Regions from separate parts of the Mus musculus genome. Here regions 2, 3, 4 and 5 are each linked to region 1. The links are chromatin contacts, called in public HiChIP or PLAC-seq and promoter capture Hi-C maps. All regions are on one chromosome and are shown on one strand. Each heading gives the region's core, a stretch centred on a gene start, on an enhancer-like site or on the middle of the called end of the contact. The rest is flanking DNA. Distances are from core to core; before and after follow the strand shown. Region 1 holds the start of Arhgef12 (Rho guanine nucleotide exchange factor (GEF) 12). Region 2 holds the start of Grik4 (glutamate receptor, ionotropic, kainate 4). Region 3 has its middle 25 kb from the start of D630033O11Rik. Region 4 overlaps Trim29 (tripartite motif-containing 29). Region 5 holds the start of Oaf (out at first homolog).

Region 1 (2,806 bases), core at 85-2,584:
ATAAAAGGAATAGTCGCTTGATGTTTACAGGCAGAATTGGAGAACTATATTGTGTCGTGGTCCCTCATTTCCTCAGGGACAGATTTATTCAATCAGAAAACTACATGGTTAGCTGAATGTCTCTACCCCATCGAAAGAGAAACCAGAAAACATTTGGGAACTCTTCAAAGGGATCCCTCGTGCTGTGCTGTTTACCGGACAGATGTATTACTTCTTCCATCTCTTTTCACAACACGCTTATTAACTTGCTGTGGAAAGCACCATGCGTTCTCAATTTGGCAAACAATACAGTTCATTTTGCCAAGGCAAAACAGCCTAAAAGCAATATTTATATCAGGAACTCCTGGCTTAAGTGTGGGCCCAGATCCTTTCTCCACAGCCTCTTCTGGCCATCCCCCCACCCCTTTCCCCTCCGTGCTGTGGGACTAGGCCAGCAGGTGCCCCAGGTGATTGGCTCACCCCAAAACCTGTGTGTGTGTGTGTGTGTGTGTGTGTGTGTGTGCGCGCGCGCGCAGGTTTGCCTAACACTGTCGGGGGCCCGTGGACCTGGGCTCGCACGCAGTCATCAAAAGCATTTGACACCGGGAACGAATACATTCTCTTAAAGAATAAAAGTTTCCAGCCCGGGAGTTCCGAAGAACCTCTAAACGTGAACTCCTCGAGACTGTGGAATGGCTCCTCTGCTGTCCCGGGTGGATTGTACACTGTGGGCTGCACCTCGAGAGCATTCGAGGGGCAAGAAGGCAGCAGTGCCCGCTTCGCCACACAGAACTACTTTTTCGCTTCCCTCTATCCCCCGCGACAGCACTGAGCGGAAGTATCTGCTCAAGTTTGGAGAGTCCGGGAAGCGGAGGGATCCCGGGTGAAGCGGCTTCCCGAAGTCCCAGGGAGAAGGGCCCAAAAAAGTCGGCGGGGGAGGGGACGGCTCGGCGCGCTCCAGTCGCGCCGGGCCGAGGGGACAGAACCGGAACCGGAACCCGCGCGCGCGCCCGCCCGCAGCGGTCGCAAGGCTCGTCACCGCCGGCGGCCCCCTCCACCCTGGGCGCGCTCCCGCGAGTGCCCCTGAGACCGGGCGAACGGCCCTGCGCACCGAGCCTCCACCGCCACCGCCGCCGCCGCTGCTCGGGGGCCGGGCTTCCGGGCCGGGCCGAGACCTCCCGCTCCTCGCGGGAGCCGCCGCCTACCAGAGCGTCGGGGAGGAGCCGCCGTGCCACTGCGGAAGAAGCGCGGGGGCCTCCGAGGGATGGGGAGCTGCCCCGGGCGCTGAGACAGGGTCCCTGTCAGCGCGGCGGCCGGAGCCGGGTGGGGGCGGCGCGGAGCAGCTCAGGGCCCTCGGCCCGGGGACATGGGGCGGCGCGAGTCCGGCGCGGGACGGTGTGAGACGCGGCGGAGGCTGCGGCCACGAGTGGCCCGCAGCCCCAGATAGAGCGGGGACCCGAGGGCCGGGCCCCGCCGACTCGGGACCGAAGCCGACGCCCGTCCCTGAGCCGATCCTGCCCCAGCTCCGGAGGGATCCCGGTTCCCGTCCTACGGCTCGCGACTTCCCTCTGTGACGAAGTTTTCTCTCCGTGCCTTGCTGAGGATCGTTCTTAGTTCTTGAGCTCGCCTTGTGGCCGACTTGCTCGGTTTGTTTGGGGAGATAACTTGTTTTGCCTCAGCCCGCATCCCCTTTCCTTGACCCCTTGCAATCGGATGTTCTAGATGACTGAATGGAGTTTTGAGTTGGACTTTTGTGTCCCTGCCGAAATTGGGCCTGATCCCAGAGCACTGGGGGTGGGGTGTGGAGGTGTTACTGTAAAATGCAAGTTGGATAAAAAGAAGACCTCTCGCCAAGGGCCCCAATGAGTGGCACACAGTCTACTATCACGGACAGGTGGGTATGAAGTTCCTCGGTCGCTAACCTTCCCTGGATTCGGTCCCACGCAGCAGGGGAGTCGGTGATGCAGATTTGCCTTCAGCTAGTGCAATTGACAGGCATAGGAAAGAGGGTTGTTTCGGAGCTGTGCAATTAGTCTAGGGTTGCTGCCAAGTTAACCGGTTGATTGAATTTGGAAATGCAGGTTTTTTTGGGAGAGAAACTTTCCCCCATATTCTCAGAGGAAATGAAGGAAAACCATGATTGTGGTTTTCTGTCGGGTGCATTAAGATTGTGTACTCGTTTTGGAACCAGAGGGAGGTCATTTTGGGTGAAGGTCAGAGCTTGAGGTCGGTGGGTACTGGTGCATCATCGGGTGGATTCCTGTCCTGTGGTAGTTCTAGACTCACAATTTTAGGAGTTTCTGTCTGTGAACTTAATTTTCATCCTGCTGCATTGTGATTTGTGACTCTGATCTTTTTACGTGTTGACCTGCACAGTGTTTAATTATTAATTACCTAATTTTCCAGAATGTTGACATTACCAGTAAATCACGGGTTCTTGCTGGGGACAGTTTCCAGGAGCTAAAGGAAATGAGGGAAAAATCATGGGGCCTGCTTCTAATTATTCTTTTTTTTTTTTTTTTTTTTTTTAACATTTCATCTTTCAGAAGCCCTAGCATTTAAAGATGTAAACTCTAGCTCTGGTTTAGGCATGGCAGGTGGATCTTGTTTGTTAATCGGGTGACACGGTGTGGTGTGTAGAGTATGTAGTCCAAGTGTAGTTCTTAAAGAGGTCCTTTGAGTTCTTTTTAGTGAAAGCAAGTTGCTTCCTTTAGCATATTTTATTCCTCAACTAAATTATGACATTGCATGTTACTTCCAAATTTTATCTTGTTGTTTTTTTTTCTCAAATTGTTGTCATAAAACAAAACAAAACAAAGCAAAACAA
Region 2 (2,991 bases), core at 181-2,680, 160 kb after region 1:
GGATTGGTTTTATTAGGTCAGTAGAAAGTCAGGTAGCTTGTGTTCCTGACATCCGTCTGACAGTTGATTGAGGAAAGACCGAAGGGACTGGAGCTATCCAGAGTGGCCGGTCCTGTGCCAACAGAGCACTCATAAAGTCCAGTCTGGGAGAGGAGGTGGGAGAGAGAACAGGCTCTTACAACCACAATCGCCACCCCCCCCAGCCCCCCAAGCAGGTAACTCAGCTCTGCTGCCCTCCCGGCATGATATAGGGAGTGTCAACAAATATCCTGTAGTCCGTGTATATTGTCCTCCCAGGCCCTAGAACCAACCAAGAATGCCTAGAACAGCCCCTTCGTGGAGACTTTAGGGTAAGCAGGTGGTTAGGTGTGAAGGAAGAGTGGGAGACGATTGGGAGGCTGGCTTAGATGCTTTCCGGGTTTGTCTACGGCTAAGACTCTGGGTTTGAAATGAGGAACTAATCGGTTTGAGGAAGTCACTTGACCCCCTGAGGCCTCCTGCTCCTCTGCCCTCTCCTTTTCTAGCCCCCCACCCACCCACCCCAAGGCTGCTATGATGTGGCCAAATGATCCCTCAAACCAAGTAGCTTGGTTCTCTCTTGGTCCAGCCCCCAGCTCCTGGTGAAGGCTAGGTCTTTCACCTTTCCTAGGCCGAGGTTTCCTTATGTGTAGCATAAAGTGACAACTTCTCCCAGGAGGTCTGTGTGCACAAACCAGTAGACTTCCAAACGTGAGCTGTGGTTCTTCGGCCTCCTGAAACATTGTGGTCTATCTGGCCTTGCTAAAGCAAAGCTTCACCCAGCTCCGCGCCACCACCGAGGAGGCCGCAGTCTCTACGCCTCGTCCCCTAGGTCTGGCCCCTAAAACGCCACCAGGAGTCGCCCTTCGCCCACCGAAGCAGGCCAAGCTAATAACTCCTGCGGACCAGGGCGGGCTGCCCCTTGGCGCTGGATGGTGAAGTGTACCCCAGCTCCTCACTTGGGGGTCAGTCCTCTGCAGCGCCCACCCGGAGCCCCCCCATCCCCGGCCCGCCGTCTCCCGATCGTCCGGATCAGGGAAGCTGCAAGTTTGGCTCTGTCTGTTCCGGCCTCCCCGCCTCGCCGCTCGGCTACCTAGGTCCGGGTCCCCAGCTAAAGACCCCGCCGGCGAGCGGAGACTCCGGCGGCCGCGGCCCGGAAGGGACGCCCCCTCCCCGGCCGGCCGCGTGCGGGACCGCCGCAGTTCCCTCACTGCCCGCCGGGCGGCGCCTCAGCGCCTTTCCGCGCGCCTCCCGCGCTGCCCGCTCCCGGCTCGCTCGCAGCCGGACACAGACTCTGCCTTCGGCTGCTGGCGGATCGAGCTGGAGCCGCCGCCGCCGCCGCTGCGGAAGAAAAAAAAAAAAAGAAAAAAAAAAAAAAAAGGGAAAACAACAGCCGGGCCGCCGGCCGAGCAACGTCGGGTCCCCAGCTTGGCGCCCGGAGTGCGGAGCCGCCCAGGTAAGGGCAGCAGCCCCCGCGCCGCCCCCGACCGGCGCCCTACGCTGTCTCCCCGCGCCCCCCGGGGCTGCGCCGCACCCCGACTTCTGACGTCTCCGCCGCTAGCTCCCTCCGGGCCGCGGCCCGCACCCTGCCTGGCCCCGCTCCCGCCTCCAGCTGCCCAGTCCCCTGCACTCTGATGCCTGCGACCCCGGATTCTCCGCTGAGCCCCCGCCACCTTGCCCCGTACTTCCCCTAGTCTCCATCCCTGCCTGCTTCCCCCTGCGCCTCCTCTCCTCCGCTCCGATCCTCCTTCTGTGATCCTCCCTCTTCCCAGTCCAACTCCCAGCCCAGCCTCTGCCCCCTGCAGGGATGACGGCCCCTTCCCGACACTGGCGATTCTACCCCGCCTCGTCACCCTCGGCTTCTCCTACGGGCCGCTCTTGCCCGCCACAGTCTTCCATCAGACCAGCCCGGCTTCTGAGCCCCCTTCTCCCTTCCCTCTTTGCCATCTGTCTTGACCACCCCTGCTCGGGCCCTGGACTCCGGCCACCACCACACCCCCAACCCTGCACGCCGTCTTGCTTTGGGCCAAGCCAGCGTCCTATCAGAAATGACCCTCCTTCTTGCGACTAATGGGCCTCTTAGCCATCCCACCCTAGTTCACCCGAGTGGGAAGTAAGGGAAAAACTCTGGAGACCTGCATTGGGCGCTGGAGGGGGAAGGGGATCAGTGGAGGGGGAGGGGAGCTAAGGAGATGTTCTTTAGTGAGGACCGGGCAGAGCCGGAGTGGTTCCGACCCAGCTTGGGGTGGAAGGCGCCCTGGTGACGGCTGGGACAGGGGGTTTGTCCAAGGCGCCAAGAGCACCTGTGCCTCCCTCCCTGGGCTCCCTGGAGCTGAGGAAAGTGAGGGAGGAGGTGGAGCCTGGGGAGAGTTGGCCCAGGGCTTTGGGGTTGGGGGAGGCGCGACCAAAGGGATAGACAAGGCACGCGGGCCAGGTTGCCTGGCTGTAGCCAGGCTATGCAGGCTGAGCTGGTCCCCTCTTGGACCTTGGGCTGTGTGGTTCTTGGCATCTGTACTTGATGCTGCCATCTTCCTCTTGGTGCTGTTGTCTGGTGATGCCACGCGGTGCCACCTCCCTGCCTCCCTCCAGTGGCTCTTCTGGGCATGTCTCCCAGGGGCCTGGGCTGTCTGGAAAGAGGAGGGGAACTCTGGCTGGGCCTGGCCACTGTGCCTGACAAGTAGGTATCTCTTGAGACCAGGGCAGGAGGGCTGAGGGTTGGCCAAGAGGATCTGAGCCCTGCCAGGGACAAAGAGAACTATCTTCTTTTTGGCTCCAGTGGGTCGTCTGGTGGTAGTGTCCCTTTTGGGAGCACCTGGAAAAGCTAGCCTTGTAGTCCCTGGGTCAGAGCTGCAGGGGTGTGGCTTGAGAGGGAGCAATCCTGTCTTGCTTTGATCCTGGAGTGTCCTAGTGGTGGCAAGGGGCTGGAGAGGTCGGCTGAGTTCCAGCTCTGCCAGGGAAGGAAGCCCCTGGAAT
Region 3 (3,211 bases), core at 666-3,165, 180 kb before region 1:
GAGGCTCAAGGCTGCAGGGACAGCAGCTAAAGTGGCAGGCAGTTCCTATGGCTGGCAGGATTTAGATATTGAATGTCACCCCACCCCTCAACCCCTAATTCCCAGAGTGCCCTAAGAAAGATCTTCTTGACCCTTGTCATGATGAAAAAAATACAACATCTGAAATGGCACACCGAACAAGGTGGTGGACTGCTCTCAGCGGGCAAGAAGGATAGGACCACTTATAGGCCCGAGCATAGGTCTGTCTTGGCCATATGTCTATTCCTAACCCTGTCGTGGTCATCTGTGTAGTATGTGCCCCACCGGGCTCTGCTCTCTGGAGGTAGGACTTATATCCTCTAACCTCTGGCTAAGAATTCTGGTCTTCCACAAAAATCGCCAACCACACTGGTTCCCTTCTTCCCAACCTCGCCCATTTCCCTAAGTCCCTATTACTACCCAAACTTGCAACGCCTTTCCCTGCCCCGGCTCTCCCTCAACCTAACCGACAGCCTCACTCTCTATTCAAAGCCAAACACAAGAGCTGACAGGTACAATGTAGTAAGTACGGACTCAGCTGACCTGGGTTCAAATCCCACCTCTACAATGCTTAGGAGCATAGACCCCAGGATCCAGGTTGCTGCCTGCAGCCCACGTTGGCCAGTGCCAGGTATGATCCATCAGGATGGGCTGCCTGGCATACTGTGGCCACATCTCAGCCCCCTTACCCATCACAGATGTATACAGACAAGGGACAAGCCCTGCCAAGGCCAGCTAGCAAAGGGTCCCAGGAGTGGGAACAGGTAGGGCAGGGAGACCATTGGCACCTGAGCTCCAGGACACTGGCTCAGGAGCCCCAACTCCTTGGGCCAGCTCCAGCATGTTACAAGGAGAGGTCCCACCCTGCTTCTGGGCAGGATCCCAGCGCAGGAGGCCACCCCACCCCCAGGGCCCTGAATCACCCAGCCGGTGGCTGCTTGATTTACCCAGATCATTCTTGGCTCCGGCTGCTCCTCTTCAGGATGAAGGGAGAAAACAAGGGCTGGTGTGGAGCCAGCTCCCCTGAAAACAGTTAGGGCACATGATCAGAGCCACAGATGCATAAGGCCACACCTGACTTTTTCTCAAACAATTTCCTCCTTGAAGAAGCGTGCATAGGGGAGAGGAAGGGAAGATATCTGGGCCAAGGTCCCTTAGGACACTCCTATAGGGGCTGGGCAGGTGGCAAAGGGACTCAAAAGAGTGAAGACAACAGTCACACCCTAGCTAAGTCTGGAATAGAGGACTGGGGTAGCATCTAGCTCCATGGCTCTAACTCGAGTTGCCCAAGCCACTGAGATCACTACAGCTCATTGTCTCCTGTTTAAGAATAGAAGGGTCACAGTCATTCCAAATCATCCCAGGTGACACAGATCTGCTTCTCCTGTTTGCAGAGCAGGCTTGCCAAAACAAAACCAAAAACAAACAAACAAACAGATGTGGCCATTCAACTTTCTCTTGCCTCACCTGAGATGGTATATAACTCTCTCCATCCTACGAACCATTATCGGCTTGGGGTCCAAACTCTGCTTCCAGTAAAACACAGTAAGTTCCCTTCTAACTATGTGGCATTGGGAAAGCGGTCCCCTTTCTAGCAATGGCCAGCCTTTCTTTGGCTGGTGTTCCATGCTAGACCTTGGGCTAAGCATCTGTCCCCTTGACTGGCACAACCTGCTGGTACATCCCATTTCACAGGTGAAGAAACTGAGGCTTTGTGGGGTAATGGAAGACTTCTAGAAAGTGCAACTAGAAGGTGGGCAGTAGCTGAGCTTGGGCCATTGCTCCTCTCCTGTAGGGGCTGGTGGCGCGTGAATGGGCTCTGCCTTTAACACCAGCAAGGCTTTGCTCCCAGGCCCTGCAGTGAACCAAAGTGTAGTACCCATTTTTACCACAGGGTGTCTCCACACCACCGCTCAACCAGCCTCCCAGGGCAGGCTCAGCCAACTCCTCCCTGCGCTGGGTCTGGTTCCAGCCTACGTCTGCTTTGTCAGACTCTTTCTCCAGCAAGGCCTGAGGACAGCTGGGTGGCCTGGAACAGAAGTCTTGCTTCCCATAAAGGCCCCTAGCCTAAAGCCCTAGGTGGCTTCCTCTCTGACCTTTCTCGATCTCACCATCTTTGTGATCTATTGAAAGCCTCTGGCCAGTGTCAAAGCTCCCATCCAGCCGCGGGAAAAAGCCTAAAGAACAAGATGAAGTGCTCACTACCGAACAGTGGAAGCGCGCCATTAGTTTGGGGCCAACCAATGTTACATAGTTCCAGATCAGCGGGGGCTGCAGAGCAAGACCCTGAGCCAAAACATTGAGGGGAATAATAATAATCACAACAATGATAATGATGAAGAGAAGCAAGGGGTCATGGCAAGAGAAGAGGAAAGGAAAGAGAGAGAAGAGAAGCAACTAGGTATGATAGTTCAGACCTGTAATCCCAGTACATGGGAGGCTAAGGCAGGTGGATTGCTGAGTTCGAGACCAGCCATAACTACATAGGAAGACCCTGTTTCACAAAAATAAGAGAGAGAGAAAGAGCTTAAAGCCAAGGTGCAGACCTGTAATTCAGAATGTGGAGGTAGAGACAAGGGCAGTAAGAGATGGAGACTCTTACTACTCAGTCTGGACTACATGAGACCTTGTGTCCAAATGAGGAGGGGATGATGGAAAAGGAAGAAGAAAGGAAAAAAGCCTAAGGAGACTCTAGGTCCTCTGCGAGCCTTTGTCAGCTTGGAGACAGGCTCAGGCCTTGCTCTGGGACCCCTCTCAGTCTGGCATCATGACTGCTGGCTTCTAGTTCCCCGTATCTCACATGTTCTTAGAAGCCCCTCTGTGATGGTCATCAGAAGAGGTATAATGAGAGATTCCACAAGCCTATGTAAATAGGAACCATTCTGGAAGTCCTTTATTGCAATAGAAATGTTGATTGCCAAGGTGCGGACACTGAAGCTAGGTTGATAAGCTTTTCCAAAGCCACTCTGAAGTCAGCAGAGGTCACATGAGCACAGCCATTCTCCCAAAAAGCCACACTTGACCTTGGAATTGCCTGCTTCCTAGTCCAGGTGCGACCTATTCCAGGGTGCTAACAGAGAAGAAAGAGCCAGGGATTCTGCAGTTAAGGAGGTCGGGAGCCAGGGTAGGTGAAGGCTGGCTACTAACAGATCAGGACTGGAGCAGGAGGCCAGGAAGGCTGGCTCCCAGAGCT
Region 4 (2,922 bases), core at 176-2,675, 220 kb before region 1:
ACAGCTCCCCTGGGAAAGGCACCCCCTCCCCCACACCCAGTACTGTATAAGGAGCTGTTGTGATTTCCAGACACGTGTGTCAGGTCAGGCTTTCCCTTCCAGTTGCATCTCATTTTAGCCACTGCACAGCAAGTGCAGAAGTCAGCTCAGGTTCGTGGGCCTTCAGTCCTGATGCTCACTAGGAGAGGCTGCCACAACTAACCTCAGAGTAGACACTCACCCCACTCCCACAACTCATCCTTCAGGGATGAAAAGAACAAGCGGCCTGGGGATTTTTAAAGATGCAGAGTCTTACTAGCTCCTCCCCAGCCTAACCGATGACATCATGCAGTTCTGCATAAGCCAGTGCAGTTCTCTCTCTCTCTTTCTCTCTCTCTCTCTCTCTCTCTCTCTCTCTCTCTCTCTCTCTCTCTCGGCTCAGGAGACCCATCCTGCTCCCTCACTTCCTACATTTGTCTTTTACTGGGTAGTCAAGACATTCCATCCGTGACTCAGCCGTGGCACCACCATCCCAGGTTCCCACCTGCACACCTACACTGCCCCTGCCTACTGTAAGCTGAGTCCCCACCTACCTTTTGTGCCATACAGATTGTTAAAATTCTTCTGGTTGGTCTCCTTGGAGAGGCGGCTAGGCGAGGATGGCTGGTAGGATGTCCGGCCCCCACCTGTGGGGCAGAAACATGGTCCTGACTCAACTGGGACCTGTGGACTCCCACTTGCTGAGGGGGATCTTAGTATCCTAAACATCCCCCTCCCCCCAGAGCCCTTTGAACTCTTCCATTAGGAACAGTCCCTGGGTCTAGCCTGAGGTAGTCACAAAACTCATCACCCAGAAGGGGACCCTTTGGAAAGCAGAGGGGACATTATTGGCTGCAGTGCCCAGAGTACTAGACTTCTGGGTGTCCTGGGTGCGCTAAGATGCTAGGTCACTCTATGGAGGAGTTTTGAGAGCAGGAGGCTGAGACGCGACGCTCCTGCACTGCAGAGGCTGGGGTCATAGGAGGAAGAAGAAGCATGACAACAGTGGGGGGAGGGGTGGAGGTTTTGTGTCCTCCCGCAATGACCTAGCCTCCTACGAAGGCTAATGGACCAGCTTGGATCTCCTGTCAACACAGCCTGTGGCTTCTCCCTGCTCTCCGCATTGTGCTCCCACACAGGCCCCAGTCAGGGCCCTCCTGTTGTCTCTAACCTCTCGCCTAGACTCCGTACACCCAACCCACTGCTGACTCACCCGGCCCTGCCCTGCCTGTCCATCCTTTGCCATCACAGCCCTGCCCTCTCCACTGGGCAGAAAGCTCTCCTTCCTGAGCCTGGGAACTAATTTCTCCAAGGGAGGGGGTCATAGTCACTCTAAGCTTCCAGGCTCAGCCTTCGGTGGCCCCATTTCTCTGGTCCTCTTGACGTCTTCACAGCTCCTCCCATGCCTCTCCTCTACCCTGAGCCTGGGAGTTGCAGGTGCCCTACCAATCTTGTCCCCACAGGGCAGGGACACCAGAAGAACCTGTTTCTTTTACCTATAGATGTCACACAACTGACTCACAGGCCCAGAGTCAAAGTCAGAAAAGCTCCTAGTCCTGGAGTCTCACTGCCTCTCTTCACACAGAAGGACACAGGCCAGAGGGAACAGTGACCAGCCTCAGGCTGATTCAGCCTGGCACTCTCAGGGAGCTGTTGTAAGAGGTTGCACTCCCTACACCTGGTGAACAGCAGTTGGACCACTCTGTCCCTGGGTCTCCCTTATGCAGAGAGTATCGAGCCGAAGCCAGTGGAGACTGGATGGCCCCATCAGTGGGGTTCAGACACTGTCATCTGGCTAGCCCTTAACCACACAGGGCTGGAAGCAGAGAGACCAGGCTGGTAAGAGGCAGACAGGGACTTTTAAGGAGAGAGATGTTGGGGATCTGGCCAGCACAGTTTGTCCTTTCATGGAACTGGCTAAGTAAGAGTGGAGGTCTGGGCAGAGAGAGGGGACAGGACTGATGTCAGAGCCTGGTTCACCCCAGGGATGTCAGAGGGGAAATCCTGGCACCTCTCTGCTGCCTAGAACCTTCCAGAAAGTCCATGTGTTGTTAAGAAAGGCGGGGTGCAGAACTTCCTGTCTGATGAGCTCATTTCTTCCAATCCCGAGTCCTGTGGATTTATCTATCTGTCAGCAACTGCTCAGAGCCTCTCCAGCTAAACACCTTTCCAGATCTTCCCCCTCCCGCTCCACCCTCCATTCTCTAGCACCCCCACTTTTCTCTAGACTGCCTGGCTCCCACAGCCACCTGCATACCCCCTCTACCCTGGGCCTGTGGCCTGGGACACCCACCCTTATAGCAACATGCACTGTTGTGTTTTGTTGCTGGCCTCTAAGAATGTTCCAGACTATTCTGAACCAAGGACAGGCAAACCCTGGCCTAGGCTGTCCCCCCTGGAGGGCAGGCTAAGGAGGCAGGTGACTCCGAGGAAAATGCAGAGGGGCAGACTGGCCCTGGAGGCAGCAGCCCTACCCAGGGCTCACTGCTTGCAACTTGGGCAGAAGTTCTACACAGCTCTGGCCCGCCAGAGTAGAGTCTGGAAGACACTCTGAAGGACAGAGGCTACAGGAGTGACGAGCCGCTTTAGGGGACTGATGCATCTAACGAGCAGGGCGCTGAATAACCTGCCACCAAACCAGGACATGTGTCACCCCTGAGTGAACGGAAGCACCGATGCAGGTGCCAGACACACTGAGTCACCGTCACTCTGCCCAGGAAGCACCAGTCCGAGAGGGGCTTTGAACGGCTACCGTTGGTAGCACACTCCCTCACCCTTGGGCGTGAGGTACATGGAGTATCTTTTCATGGTGTCAGGCGTGCTCCACTCGTTCCCATAGCTGCTGGTGTAGCTGTTCATGTAGCGATGGTCCCCACCTGGAAGAGAGGGTGGGTGGGTCAGCAG
Region 5 (3,014 bases), core at 6-2,505, 130 kb before region 1:
ACTGGGACATATGAAGTTTGCAAGTCCGATGGGCCTCTCTTTCCAGTGATGGCCGACTAGGCCATCTTTTGATACATATGCAGCTAGAGTCAAGAGCTCCGGGGGTACTGGTTAGTTGATAATGTTGTTCCACCTATAGGGTTGCAGATCCCTTCAGCTCCTTGGGTACTTTCTCTAGCTGATGGAGGACATCTTAAGTCCCCTTCAGTCCTATATGTGTTCCAAAGGACGGGCTCATGCTAGTTGGGGGTGGATCATGTGCTAGAGATCCCCTAGGAAGGAAAGATGAAGGGGGTGGAGTGGGGAGGCACAGTTTCAACCATCTGTCATCAAGACCCTAGAGACCACAGGGCACCTGGAACAAACAGAAGTGGCAATGGACAGGAGAAACAATGGTCCTGGCCATGCCCAGGGGGCCTTATCTCCAGGGACGCCCAACCCTCTGTGTTCACTAGCAGACAGTTAGGCTCAAACAATTTTCAAAGTATGCTTGTGTGTCACCAACCAGAGGGGAATCCTGCTCCCCAAGTCTTCACTCAGCTTATTGGAGTCTCTGGCACAGCAGGAGTGTCTTTTTGTGGCCCTTGATTGGTGCTTCCGTTATCGGAAAGAGCAGAGGCCCTGAGCGGTGGGCTGGGCTGGAGAAAGGCTGACTGAACACAGGAGAGAAAACTGAATAACGGCTCATAAAGTGTTAAGCTCCTTGATGGCCGCATCCAGATTGGCCGCCTCACTTACAAAAACAGCTCACACCTGATGGATGCACAGATGGCCCTCAACCCCTAATTGCACTCCCCGACCTAGGAAAAGACCAGAATGCTAGGTGAGGCCTGATTTTTTCCCCCAGCCGCTTTTGAGAAATTCGCTGTGTCAGAGAAACTAAAAGACTAAGCAAAACCTCTGAAAACCCAAGCCCGATTATTTCATCCACGTGGCACCAGAACAAGCCAGAGGGGTGTAGGGGGCGGGGGAGTCACCCGTCCCGCCCTTAATGGGAGGAAGGGATTTGCCCGGAGCGCAAACTCTGGACAAGGCCCGGCCGGTGACGGGGCGCGGCGGGAGGGAGGGATCCAGAGAAAGCCAGCCTAGACCACAAAGCGGCTGAGCCCCGTGGTCCCCAATCCCCGCCCCTCTCTGGGCCACTGCGGTCCCTTTAAGGGCCAAGAGGTGCGCGGTCTCTTTAAGGCAGGTCCTGGTGGTTTCTGTTTTCTGAAGGAAGTGACGGGGGGTGGGATTGAATGAAAAGTGCTGAACGGAGTCCGGAGCTCAGGAATCGGGGCGGCTAGGGGACACGCACGGGGGGCGCCGTCCGGGACTCGGGGTGCGTGGCTGTACGCGGCCCACGTGAATTCGCTGCACGTCGTGGGGAACCTCCGGGTTGAGTCTCCCCTCTAGAAGTAGGGGACTGCCGGGAATCCCCGAACCGGACCCCCAACTTCGAGCAAACTTTGTAGGCGCGTCTCCCCTCCCCCACGCGGCGCGCCGGGGGCCCCGGGGATGCGGCCCCCTGGCTGCCGCGACGTCCCCTCGGCGCGCCCCGCGCTGCCGCTGCTGCTGCTGCTGCTGTCGCCGCTGCTGCTTGGGGCGCTGCACGGCGTGGGCGCGGGCAGCGGCGCTCCGGCCGAGCTGCGGGTCCGAGTGAGACTGCCCGACAGCCAGGTGATCGAGGAGAGTCTACAGGCGGACAGCGACGCGGACAGCATCAGCCTTGATCTGCGCAAACCCGACGGCACTCTCATCTCCTTCATCGCGGATTTCAAGAAGGTGAGGTACCATCAAGAGTCCTGTCCCACCCACCACGGAGGGCGGGCAAGCTGTCGGGCGTCCCAGGAACCCTCAAGCCCGCAGAAGAGAAACGCAGTGCCGAAAGGGGAACGTGACATGCCCAAGGTCACCTCTCTAACTCGCTGCCCACTCTCTGGCACCCAGATCCCGGTCTTTATTCTCTTTCGTGAACCCCTCTAGCTTTTTTGTTGCTTGGCTCTGAGTAACCAAGGCCCTTCTCACGCACTGACCGGCTTCAAAGCCCGCTCCCTCCTCAGCACTCCAAGCTGACACTCCGACAAAAGTTCTTGTTAACAAGGCCTCCTTTCTTGCCACTGCCTCTGTGACTAAAGGGGAAATCCACAGGTGGCAAGAGGACCTTGGGCTCTCCCTGTTGTGTTGGTGTGAAGTTAGTTTCCCTTACTCCGCTGTTCTTTGGCAAGGAAGCGGTTTCAAGACCTCCAGCCTGGAGCACCATTCCGGGATCGCTTTCCCTGCAGAGCTGTCTGCCCTTGGTCCCTCCCAAGTCTGGTAGCAGCTCTCCTCTGTAACCTGAAGGGCTGAACTACTTGGGAGCCAGAGGACCTAGGCAGAGTTGGGGGAAGGGAGGAGAGAAAAGGGGAGGTTCCCCTCAGTTGGAAAGGGTGGTCGGTGTCTCCGCCCATGCCTGACAGGGGCTGGTGAAGTCCACAGTTTAGCTGCCCCCCTCCCGTCCCGTCTCTCTCTCTCTCTCTCTCTCTCTCTCTCTCTCTGTCTCTGTCTCTGTCTCTGTCTCTGTGTGGGTGTGGTGGTATGGAGAGAAGAAGAGATGTTAGAGTTATCCAGAAATGGAACTCCAGGGTGCTGAGTGACGGTGACCCAACAACAGAAATCTCTGAAAGAAAAGACAGTGAAATGCCACCCCAGTCATCCCAGGAGCCTAAGACAGGAGGAACACAAGTTCAAGGCTATACAGAGCTACAGAGTGAGACCTTATCTCATGGTTGGGGGGAGGAGAGTCTTCTAATCATCCACTCTCAGCTCTTCCCCCTAAAAGGAGGCATTGCACCCCTCTGTCTTTGGGAGAGGAACAGAAGTGACGAATATCCAGGACTAAATAGCCATCCCTCCTCTTCCCTCCTCTCCTCTCCCCTCCCCTCCATTCCAAAACTGAGAGTTATTTGGAGACCTTGGAGGGAGAGGGGGCAGAATTTGGGCAGCCAGCTAGGGATCCTGTGAGACTGTCATGAGCATCAGAGGTACCAGGGAGA

The links. HiChIP or PLAC-seq counts read pairs in DNA pulled down with a chosen protein or histone mark. Capture Hi-C pulls out chosen DNA fragments and counts their contacts.
Region 2: an H3K4me3 HiChIP or PLAC-seq map of embryonic stem cells shows a contact between it and region 1, with 22 read pairs. The contact joins the promoter of Grik4 here to the promoter of Arhgef12 in region 1. A contact is called at or near these places in 9 of 39 promoter capture datasets (the 3T3-L1 cell line, 3T3-L1-derived adipocytes, the C10 cell line and 5 more), 6 of 484 Hi-C or Micro-C datasets (LSK cells, the N1E-115 cell line, embryonic stem cells and 1 more), 4 of 115 datasets of contacts at active chromatin or transcription factors (embryonic stem cells and pancreatic cancer cells) and 2 of 9 other capture datasets (adipose tissue and pancreatic islet).
Region 3: an HNF4G HiChIP or PLAC-seq map of pancreatic cancer cells shows a contact between it and region 1. The contact joins the enhancer-like site here to the promoter of Arhgef12 in region 1. A contact is called at or near these places in 4 of 39 promoter capture datasets (the 3T3-L1 cell line, 3T3-L1-derived adipocytes and neural stem cells), 2 of 15 datasets of contacts at CTCF or cohesin (the NIH/3T3 cell line and embryonic stem cells), 14 of 115 datasets of contacts at active chromatin or transcription factors (craniofacial prominence, embryonic limb bud, embryonic midbrain and 5 more) and 3 of 9 other capture datasets (adipose tissue, liver and pancreatic islet).
Region 4: a contact with region 1 is called in a FOXA1 HiChIP or PLAC-seq map of pancreatic cancer cells. The contact joins the enhancer-like site here to the promoter of Arhgef12 in region 1. A contact is called at or near these places in 3 of 39 promoter capture datasets (cranial neural crest, frontonasal cranial neural crest and liver), 2 of 115 datasets of contacts at active chromatin or transcription factors (embryonic stem cells and pancreatic cancer cells) and 1 of 9 other capture datasets (adipose tissue).
Region 5: a contact with region 1 is called in a promoter capture Hi-C map of adipose tissue. The contact joins the promoter of Oaf here to the promoter of Arhgef12 in region 1. A contact is called at or near these places in 6 of 484 Hi-C or Micro-C datasets (the G1E-ER4 cell line, embryonic stem cells, erythroid progenitors and 2 more), 10 of 115 datasets of contacts at active chromatin or transcription factors (embryonic stem cells, epiblast stem cells, extraembryonic endoderm stem cells and 4 more) and 3 of 9 other capture datasets (adipose tissue, liver and pancreatic islet).

The regions. Positions count from the first base shown.
Region 1 is chr9:43,104,246-43,107,051 of GRCm38.p6, reverse strand. Arhgef12 (Rho guanine nucleotide exchange factor (GEF) 12) reads left to right here and starts at 1,334. Exons shown (of 41, transcript NM_001359232.1): 1 at 1,334-1,873. The coding sequence starts at 1,842.
Region 2 is chr9:42,942,810-42,945,800 of GRCm38.p6, reverse strand. Grik4 (glutamate receptor, ionotropic, kainate 4) reads left to right here and starts at 1,430. Exons shown (of 21, transcript NM_175481.5): 1 at 1,430-1,474.
Region 3 is chr9:43,283,200-43,286,410 of GRCm38.p6, reverse strand. No RefSeq gene overlaps it. Among named protein-coding and RNA genes, the nearest start is that of D630033O11Rik, 25 kb to the right of the region's middle. Within about 2 kb of position 1,915, at least 41 of the 459 cell types and tissues checked have an H3K27ac peak or open chromatin away from gene starts, as enhancers often do. A contact at or near this core is called in neural stem cells and pancreatic cancer cells, where this site is marked.
Region 4 is chr9:43,324,779-43,327,700 of GRCm38.p6, reverse strand. Trim29 (tripartite motif-containing 29) reads right to left here. Exons shown (of 9, transcript NM_023655.2): 5 at 2,793-2,894; 6 at 573-665. Among named protein-coding and RNA genes, the nearest start is that of Trim29, 15 kb to the right of the region's middle. Within about 2 kb of position 1,425, at least 39 of the 459 cell types and tissues checked have an H3K27ac peak or open chromatin away from gene starts, as enhancers often do. A contact at or near this core is called in adipose tissue and pancreatic cancer cells, where this site is marked.
Region 5 is chr9:43,238,057-43,241,070 of GRCm38.p6, reverse strand. Oaf (out at first homolog) reads left to right here and starts at 1,255. Exons shown (of 4, transcript NM_178644.3): 1 at 1,255-1,764. The coding sequence starts at 1,498.